3 separate regions of the Mus musculus genome follow, and all the other regions are linked to region 3. A link is a contact called in public HiChIP or PLAC-seq data. All regions are on one chromosome and are shown on one strand. Each heading gives the region's core, a stretch centred on a gene start, on an enhancer-like site or on the middle of the called end of the contact. The rest is flanking DNA. Distances are from core to core; before and after follow the strand shown.

Region 1 (2,717 bases), core at 128-2,627, 460 kb before region 3:
AAGTATATTTTAATTAGAAATGTATAAGATAAAAATAATAACTGTAGTAATACTAAGAGAATCATGTTTTCAGTCAAAAAATCATTCTGTTTATTTAAATATTACTAAGTATTGTTACCTGTAGTCTAATACTTCAGTAACTAATTCAAGCAATTATTTACATACAGATCACCATTCATAGTAAAGTTACAGCTATAATGATTTTCCTGTATTTCAGTGTGTTATGTATAAGCATTTCTGAGGCTTTTAAGAAACTAACTTCCTTCCTTCTTTCCTTCCTTCCTTCCTTCCTTCCTTCCTTCCTTCCTTCCTTCTTTCTTTCTTTCGCTCTCTCTCTCCCTCCTTCTTTCTTTCTCTCTCTCTGTCTCTCTCTCTGTCTCTCTCTCTCTGTCTCTTTCTTTCTTTCTTTCTTTCTTTCTTTCTTTCTTTCTTTCTTTCTTTCTTTCCTCTTTAATGTGTCACCTGAGCACCATCTTTTTTTTTTTTTGAGTGCTCTGTGTTCCTCCTATGTATAAAAGAAAAAGTTAAAGCTAAATCATGAGCTCTGCATTTTCCTTAGTTATCGGCAGGCTGTTAGGGACCATTCTTCTCTGAATCTAAGGAAGCAGTCTCCCTCTGTTTTTTCTGGGCATCCTGATTGGCGAGAGGAGTTCTGCAGCTCAGAAACGTGTATAGCAGCAGAGAAAACCCAGGTGCACAAGTACGCTGATGGGCTTTTTCTTTCTGCACCTCAGCGGCAAATCTACAAGTAAAACTACACAGCAGAAGACAAGGCAGATGAGAAGATATACTTCGGAGCAAGTGAAAGGAGATTCTAGTGGTTTAGCATCAGGAAACATAATCTGAGCACCTAAAGGTCAATGCTCTTAGAGACCTCCAAAACACTGCACCTTGCTGATCAGGCTGCTTTGCTTAGAAAGTACACATTACTCACATAAGCAACTAATGAGGATTTCTTATCACTGCTTGTGATTAAAAAGAGAGACTATGAGCAAATTCCTGGGAGAGGAAAGGACAAGGAAGGAAAAAAAAAAAAAAAAAAAAAAACCCAGGGAAAGTGAAAGCTTACCACATAGTGAAGCTGGCTCATCCTCGAGTTTAAACAACATCCTTCAACCCTTGGGGAGGCTTGGGAACTGAGCAGTTTAAGTCAGCTGACTTTTTTTTCTAAATGAGCAACATTTGGGATGGATTGTATGTGTGTGTGTGTGTGAGAGAGAGAGAGAGAGAGAGAGAGAGAGAGAGAGAGAAAGGGAGAGAGAGAGAGAGAGATGTTCATATGCCTGTTTCTCTTTCCCAGTTTCATATGATACCTTGCCCTCTGACTGATGGTGTTTATTTCACCCCTACTTGTGGCTTCAGCTTCCTCTTACAGCTTCCTCTTAACGCTGGCTCCTGTGTGTGCATTGCGTTCAATCTTTTGTTTCTTCAGCTCCTCTCCCACTACAGACCAATCCTTAGAATTACCCAAGGTAGAATTTCCAGCAAGAATTTGAAGTCATTCTGCCACCAGTAAGTTACCCTTTCTCTCCCTGGATAAAATCTGTGGGTAGACATGACACTCTTGGCTTGGTGCTGGCATTTTTTGTATCCCCTGGCACTTGGCAGCAAGGAATATTGGTAGCAGACCTGAGGGTGTAACAGAAAAAATTAGCACCTTCTAGTGTTACAATTCAGACAGTGGTAGATCTCCCAGCTTAAGTGATCTGAGACTCAAGCCTTAATGCTGGGACATCCCCCTGGAACTCGCGCAGTGATTAAGATTTTATTTGATGATTTAACTCTGAGAAGCCTTCTATTCTTGAGCCTCAGTTCTCTGCCTTCTCTGAATAGCTCTCTACTCTTATGACCCTTCCTTCTGCTCTGGCAACTTTCTCAAACTATGAAACCACAACTCATTAGCCACACCTTAACCACTTTGCTATTTATCAGCTTGGCTTGTGACTCCTTAACACACACACATGCACAAATGTCTTTCAGCTGACTCACTATGTGAGCCTGTATAACTTGCTTCTCTAGCCAGAGAAAGGTATTCGGACCATCATAGCATAGCGTAATACATGTAGTTGGAGGTATGTCTTTTGCACCAATTACAGCAGTCCCCCAGTTGGGCACAAGGGGGAACTGTCCCCTATTTGACATCGATGAAAATAAATAATCACTTTGAGTTCATTGAGACTTATGGCAGAAAAAAAAAAAAAAACAACTTTTACAAGGTGCTTAAAATAGAAATGAATGACTCCACTCCTTTAGGGCTAGGACAATCAGCTGCAATAATTGGTTAGTTGTCTCAAAGCTTCCTTAGAGTGTTCCAGACAGACAAGGCTGACATTAAGGTCCTCCCACTGACTGTTTTTTTAAAATTTATTTATTGGTTATTTTATTTATTTACATTGCAAATGTTATCCCCTTCCCAGTTTCCCCTCCACAAACTCCCTATACCCTCTGCTGCCCCCTACATCTATGAGGGTGCTCCCCATCCACCCATTGACTAGACAGCCAGAGCAGCATGGGAGAGTCCAATAACTGAACCCAACCCCTCTGTTTATTTACAAAAAAGGAATATGGCCTGGAATAGTTAGAACAAGCACTTGAGCTTGTCATTACTCATCGTAGAGACTTTAACAGATTTGTTTCATGCACTTCAGTTAAGCCACAAGTCAGCAATTTTTTGCCCTTCCATAGGTTTTTACTAGGAAGAGATATATGAGAATGGA
Region 2 (2,700 bases), core at 12-2,511, 440 kb before region 3:
TTTGCTCAAAGTGATTAAGGACAAAAAATAGGAATTCTTGTTCCTTTATTATTTGATAAACTGCTAGTAAGCTCCCATTAGAAGATCTTTAACATTATACCAAGTTGTCTTGGTCTTCTGATCATATATACACACACACATATATATATGCATCTTTTTTCAAGTAAAGAAATGTTTAACAGATGTAAACTATTTATTGAATATTTGCCACCAAATATTGTTAAATACATTATCTTGCAGCATATCGCTTTCAAGTTAAAATGTCAGAAACAAACACCAATATTTACAGTTCTTGTAAGGAATGTTATATAATGACACATTAAGGCGTAAATTCTTTTGGCTTATAATTCTTAAAAGAATGATAATAGCAAAAGTGATGCAAAATCTTCATTGTGAGATTATGATTAAGCTACATTTTACAAAAATATGGTGTAAGATGGCAATAATCCCATTCAACATCCTGGATTAGGTCCCTCCGGAGGGACTGATAATTTATACAGTCAAACTTTAAAATTTACAGATAAATGCAGTTTAATACTGCCACTGAGAAGTACATCTCTTAACATATACAACTTTCAGGCCACAGTTTTGAAGGTCTGAAGTATCAAGTTGGTTTGATGAATTAGCCGGTTGGCACTTATGAACACATTTATTGCCCTGTTTAAAAAGAAAAAGAACAATCATTAATTTCATTTTTCAAATTCACTATTTAAACTAAAATATTTATAGTTAATGTTATATTAACGGTAGCAATAAAATGAAAGGGGGAGGCAAGTAAGTTCTGAGTACTGTAAACTTTCATTCCAGTTGAGAATTTAATGTGGGTTATAAACTATAGCGTCTAGGAACCACTGCCCCCTGGTGGTTCTGACTGGCAGTAAGGGGTTGTAGGGTTGCTACCCCTTAACCATTTACAGGCTAAACAGATCACTGGTCAAACAGGAGGATTCAGATTGTTTTCAGCTGTACAAAATAAATACAATTTAAAAAGAATTTTGTTAACAAAATAAAACCTGATGTGCTTAAGTGATGATTAGAGTTGAGGTTCCCGGTTAGCCTGATCTGCGGAAGCATGCAAGGCACTAAGCCTCGAGATCTAATGGCACAGTAACATCTGGCATCAATGAGCATGATAAAGAAATGTTAACGACTTCTAACCTACCCTAATCTAATCCTTGCCTAAAAACATGTGATTTAGTACCTGGGGTCCAACAAATACAAAAGTATGGTTTTAACCGATGCTTTAATTACAAACATGGAGCCTGTAAGGGTTTGAGCTAGGTCATGTGCATATACTTTATGGTGGTATAGCTTGTTCTTGTGGGGCTCCCAACAATGGAAGGGGGTTGTCTCTGATTCTTTTGCCTGCACATGGGATCCTTTTCCTCCTACTGAGTTGTCATGTCCAGATATGATATGAGGGTCCATCCCAGTCTTCTCTATCTTGTTAGTTTGGTAGATATCCCTTGAGAGGCCAGATAAGTCCTGCACTCTTGTGTTCTTTCTCTGCCTCTCTCTCTTCCCCCTTTGGAAGGGAAGCAGAGGAGTACTTGATCTGGGGGAGGGGAGAGGTTGGGGGAGGGACCAGGAGGAGTGGAAGGAGAGAAAACTGTGAGAAGATGTAATGTATGAGAGAAGGGGACAAAGCTACTTTAAGAGCCAGGATGTTCTCTCAGAGGCTCATGGTTCCCTCATTATACAGCCTTATCAGTCCCTCATTGTACCAGGGATGAAGGTTGGATCTTCACCAGTTGAGTCAATGAGAATTTGTCTCCCTAGTACAAGATGTCTTCAAAGATTTTGCTCCACTAACAATTTTCCATTTGGAGTAAGCAAGTACAAAATTCACAACATTTAAACAAAAAAAAAAAAAAATGAATTTAGAGCTGTAGAGATTGGAAAAATAGTAGCAAGCTTAATATCAATATATACAAATTTTAGATTAGTGAACTATAAACTCCTGCCTTTCAACATTCATTGTACATGATTAATTAAAGTTAGAAATTATTATACCCTTATCTAAATCATACCTTCGGCTATTTGGGCTTAGTTTATTAAACTATGTCACAAAACATTTTCCCTAAACAATTTGAATTTGCATATGGAACATAAAACTATTAATGTAACTATCTTTAATTTGTAATATAAATGAAAATATTTATATTTGCCTGAACATTAAAACTGATTGTAAAAGTTTTATATCCATGTACTTTTAAAATATTTTATACTAATATCACAAATGTGTGGTTTTATATGGGATCTTAAAACTTCAAGGTTTGCGGTGCCTGTTTGGAGTATTTTCTAGCTTTATATATATACATAAGTATATGTCTTTTTCAATATAATTTCTAGCATCTTAACTAAAGTCCAGTCAACAACCTGTATGAAAGCACATTGCAGATGTCATAACCCAGACTATCTGTTTAAATACTGAGTACATATACAAAACACAATCCCTAGATCTACACAGGGCTCTATAGGAAGTTTTGTATAAACTTAAAACTAATGTTCCCAATGATGGCTGACTAGGCCATCTTCTGCTACATATGCAGCTAGAGACACGAGCTCTGGGGGTACTGGTTAGTTCATATTGTTGTTTCTCCAATAGGATGAATACCCTTCAGCTCCTTGGGTACTTTCTCTAGCTCTTGCAAACTTTATATGCCTCAGTACAGGGGAACACCAGGGCCAAGAAGTGGG
Region 3 (2,700 bases), core at 101-2,600:
GAACAAACGTAATAACAAGAGCACTAATCACAACACAAGCTTGCAGGTTCCGTTCATGAGTCACTAGTGTATATAGTCTCTTTTTTCCCCCCTTGAAAAAGAACACGGGTTAGAAAATGTCTGCATAATTCTTTATGTCTACAAACCAAGGCTTGCCTCTTGGGAAAGGATTGGCAGATGTAGCAGAAGGGCTGTTTGCCTAGATTGCAGCTGGGCCTTTGACAAGTGCTTCGGGTAAAAGACTTGGTGTTGTATGTACCCACCAAACGCCAGGCAGGACCGTGCGCTGGTGCTGTGGATTTCAAAGATAACTCCTGGGAGGAAGCTGGAAAATCAGGATATTATCTCCCACACATACGCTCAGAAGCCAACATCCCCGCGGCCGCTCCCTCAGATGCGCCAGAAGGTCAATGAGTGGTACCTGCAAAGCCAACTAACTATCCACCAAGCTACTTTTCCAGCACCAGCACCAGCTCAGAGAGAAGTTGGCGGTGCGCTTCCCCTTAACTGTACCTTGCAACTGGGCAGAGAGAGAGTCCTGGTGCTGCTGGTACTTGAGCGCCACTGCCTCAGCTTTGCGCAGCTGCGTCTGCAGTTCCAAGTAGAGCATCGCGCCATAGAGGAAGCCGAAGACCACCGTGAGAAGCAGCAGCGTCTGGAAGATCCGCTTCTGCTTTCGGGAGCACATCCCGTTTCCCATAGTCCCTCCTGTGCCCCGCGCTGCGGCGGCGGGAGCCGTCGTGTCCTCGGTCCTCGGCTGCGTCGGACAGCTCAGCAACGGCCACCGCGAGAAGTAGCTGGACACGGCATGAGCAGAAGACGCGAGACACAAAAGCCGGACCAGAGAGGAAGAGGCGGCCGCTCAGCCCCCGCGGCCGGCTGGGCGCCAGGTCATCGACGCCACCCGGCCAGCAGCCACCAAACTTCTGCGATGTCGGATTTCCGCGAGTGGCTGGGCCCGCGTGGAGTCTCTTTGCATACTTCAGAGCCCGCTGCCCTTGCTACTGGTCCCCGCGCGCAGCCGGCTTGGTTTTCCCTACTCCCCACTTTTTGGCCTCGCTGTCCCCACCGTCAGTCCCCGCCCCTCGCGCCGGCTCCCGCTGCTGGACTTTGTCGCTACCACTGGTAGGGGACGCGCGCCCAACAAAGGGACCTGGCTCCAGGCGGCGTCCCCTTGAACGGTCCCTCGGTATTGATGAAGAGATGGGGACTGGTTGGTCTGGTCAGGTTAAGGGGGGTGGTGGGCTGGTGTCACTGATCTGGAAGCTCCAGCCGCCCGCCACCTCCCACCCAACTTACGTGTCACCCACGGCCCCGCTATCATGGCCAACGGGATTCCGGGAGGAAGTCCCACTCGGGCTCCCCGCTCATTGGGCCCGCGCAAGCCACCGCTCCCTCCTTTCGGGGAGCTAATGCTGGGCTCCATTGGACGCCAGCTTTGTCCGTCCCGCCCCGGGCCGCGCCTACCCTCTCAGCTCTGGGCAGGCTCTGAGCTCCGTGGGCCGCGCGGCCGCCTGGCGCCTGGGTGCGCCCACGTGGAGCCTGGATGGGTGCGGAGGGGTGGAGGAGCCTGGTTGGGAGGGCTAGGGACTTGTCCTGGCCTGAGGCTTGGTGATCATTGCGCATGTGTGTGCATGTATGTCCCAGCACTTGGAATGCACGTGGAGCAAGAGTACAGTGCTTATATGCACACCAACAACCGCAAAGCAACCGTGGGTGCACTCTGCTTAGCCCTGCTCATTTCTTACCCTACATAATGAGTTCAGCTTATGAACACTTTGTTCTTCTCACATTCTCTCAAGGACTGCCTACTGAGTCTTGTCCCATTAGAGGCACTAGGCTATGTGCAAAAATGGTAGAAAGTAAGCTGGGACCCTGAAGCTCACTTGACTGTCTACATGGGGTGGGGAAAGCACTTTGTTGGCAGAAGGAAAGAAATGATCTCATGTTTCCTCTGGCTGCAAATGGAATAATTTTAAAAACAAATCTTACAGGCTGAAATGAGTATGCATTCATCTTGCTGTGTGTATTTCTCTTAATGGTAGCAGAAAAAAAAATCAGTTACATTTTTAAATTACATTTTCAAGGCCAGCAAAACCCACTACGTTTAACAAAAAGTTAGACAGGCATAATAACGCCAAACCACTTCAAAGAAATCCACAGTGCATTTCTTTCTTCAATATAATCAGGGTGTGTGTGGAATTGAGGTTATGCATAAATGATAAATTTGTTTCTCCTCTTGACCTGAATTCTAAGAGAAATAAATTATTTCTGAAAAGTATCAGTTGTGCAGTGGCACTTTTACATTCTGCATATTGCATTCTACATATTTTTTTGTGATATCCTGCCCGTGTTTTAGTCATCACAATTAATTATGGGGAATGAGTGCTTTAAACGAAGGAGATCTGCTTAAACCAGATTCATTTTCAAGACAGTTCCTGTGTTGAATGTTTTTAGGTCAGTCCTGAAATCATAGGTTAACAAGAGCCACACAGGCAGACCAGGGCATTTCTCTCACTGTAAAAAATAAGTGAGACTGGTGGTATATGCACTTAGCTAATAAAAATCACATTATGTTGGTTCCAAATGCTCTTACACTGAATCTTAGCCAGGACATTCGATTTACGAGTTGGAAACAAAGAATCTAAATTTGGCCAATATGACCATAATACTTGTAGTCTCTTCTAGGTCTTGTAAAAA

The links. HiChIP or PLAC-seq counts read pairs in DNA pulled down with a chosen protein or histone mark.
Region 1: a contact with region 3 is called in a FOXA1 HiChIP or PLAC-seq map of pancreatic cancer cells. The contact joins the enhancer-like site here to the promoter of Golim4 in region 3. A contact is called at or near these places in 3 of 39 promoter capture datasets (embryonic stem cells, pre-B cells and stem cell-derived epiblast-like cells), 4 of 115 datasets of contacts at active chromatin or transcription factors (effector CD8 T cells, large pre-B cells, memory CD8 T cells and 1 more) and 1 of 9 other capture datasets (adipose tissue).
Region 2: an H3K27ac HiChIP or PLAC-seq map of embryonic stem cells shows a contact between it and region 3, with 5 times the contacts expected there. The contact joins the enhancer-like site here to the promoter of Golim4 in region 3. A contact is called at or near these places in 7 of 39 promoter capture datasets (the C10 cell line, embryonic stem cells, hematopoietic stem and progenitor cells and 4 more), 1 of 115 datasets of contacts at active chromatin or transcription factors (embryonic stem cells) and 1 of 9 other capture datasets (adipose tissue).

What each region holds. Positions count from the first base shown.
Region 1 is chr3:75,497,779-75,500,495 of GRCm38.p6, forward strand. No RefSeq gene overlaps it. Among named protein-coding and RNA genes, the nearest start is that of Pdcd10, 58 kb to the right of the region's middle. Within about 2 kb of position 1,378, at least 117 of the 459 cell types and tissues checked have an H3K27ac peak or open chromatin away from gene starts, as enhancers often do. A contact at or near this core is called in adipose tissue, effector CD8 T cells, memory CD8 T cells and 1 more, where this site is marked.
Region 2 is chr3:75,516,945-75,519,644 of GRCm38.p6, forward strand. Pdcd10 (programmed cell death 10) reads right to left here. Exons shown (of 8, transcript NM_019745.4): 8 at 1-657. The coding sequence ends at 576. Among named protein-coding and RNA genes, the nearest start is that of Pdcd10, 39 kb to the right of the region's middle. Within about 2 kb of position 1,262, at least 3 of the 459 cell types and tissues checked have an H3K27ac peak or open chromatin away from gene starts, as enhancers often do. A contact at or near this core is called in embryonic stem cells, where this site is marked.
Region 3 is chr3:75,955,599-75,958,298 of GRCm38.p6, forward strand. It overlaps Golim4 (golgi integral membrane protein 4), which reads right to left and starts at 1,351. Exons shown (of 16, transcript NM_001291069.1): 1 at 514-1,351. The coding sequence starts at 700.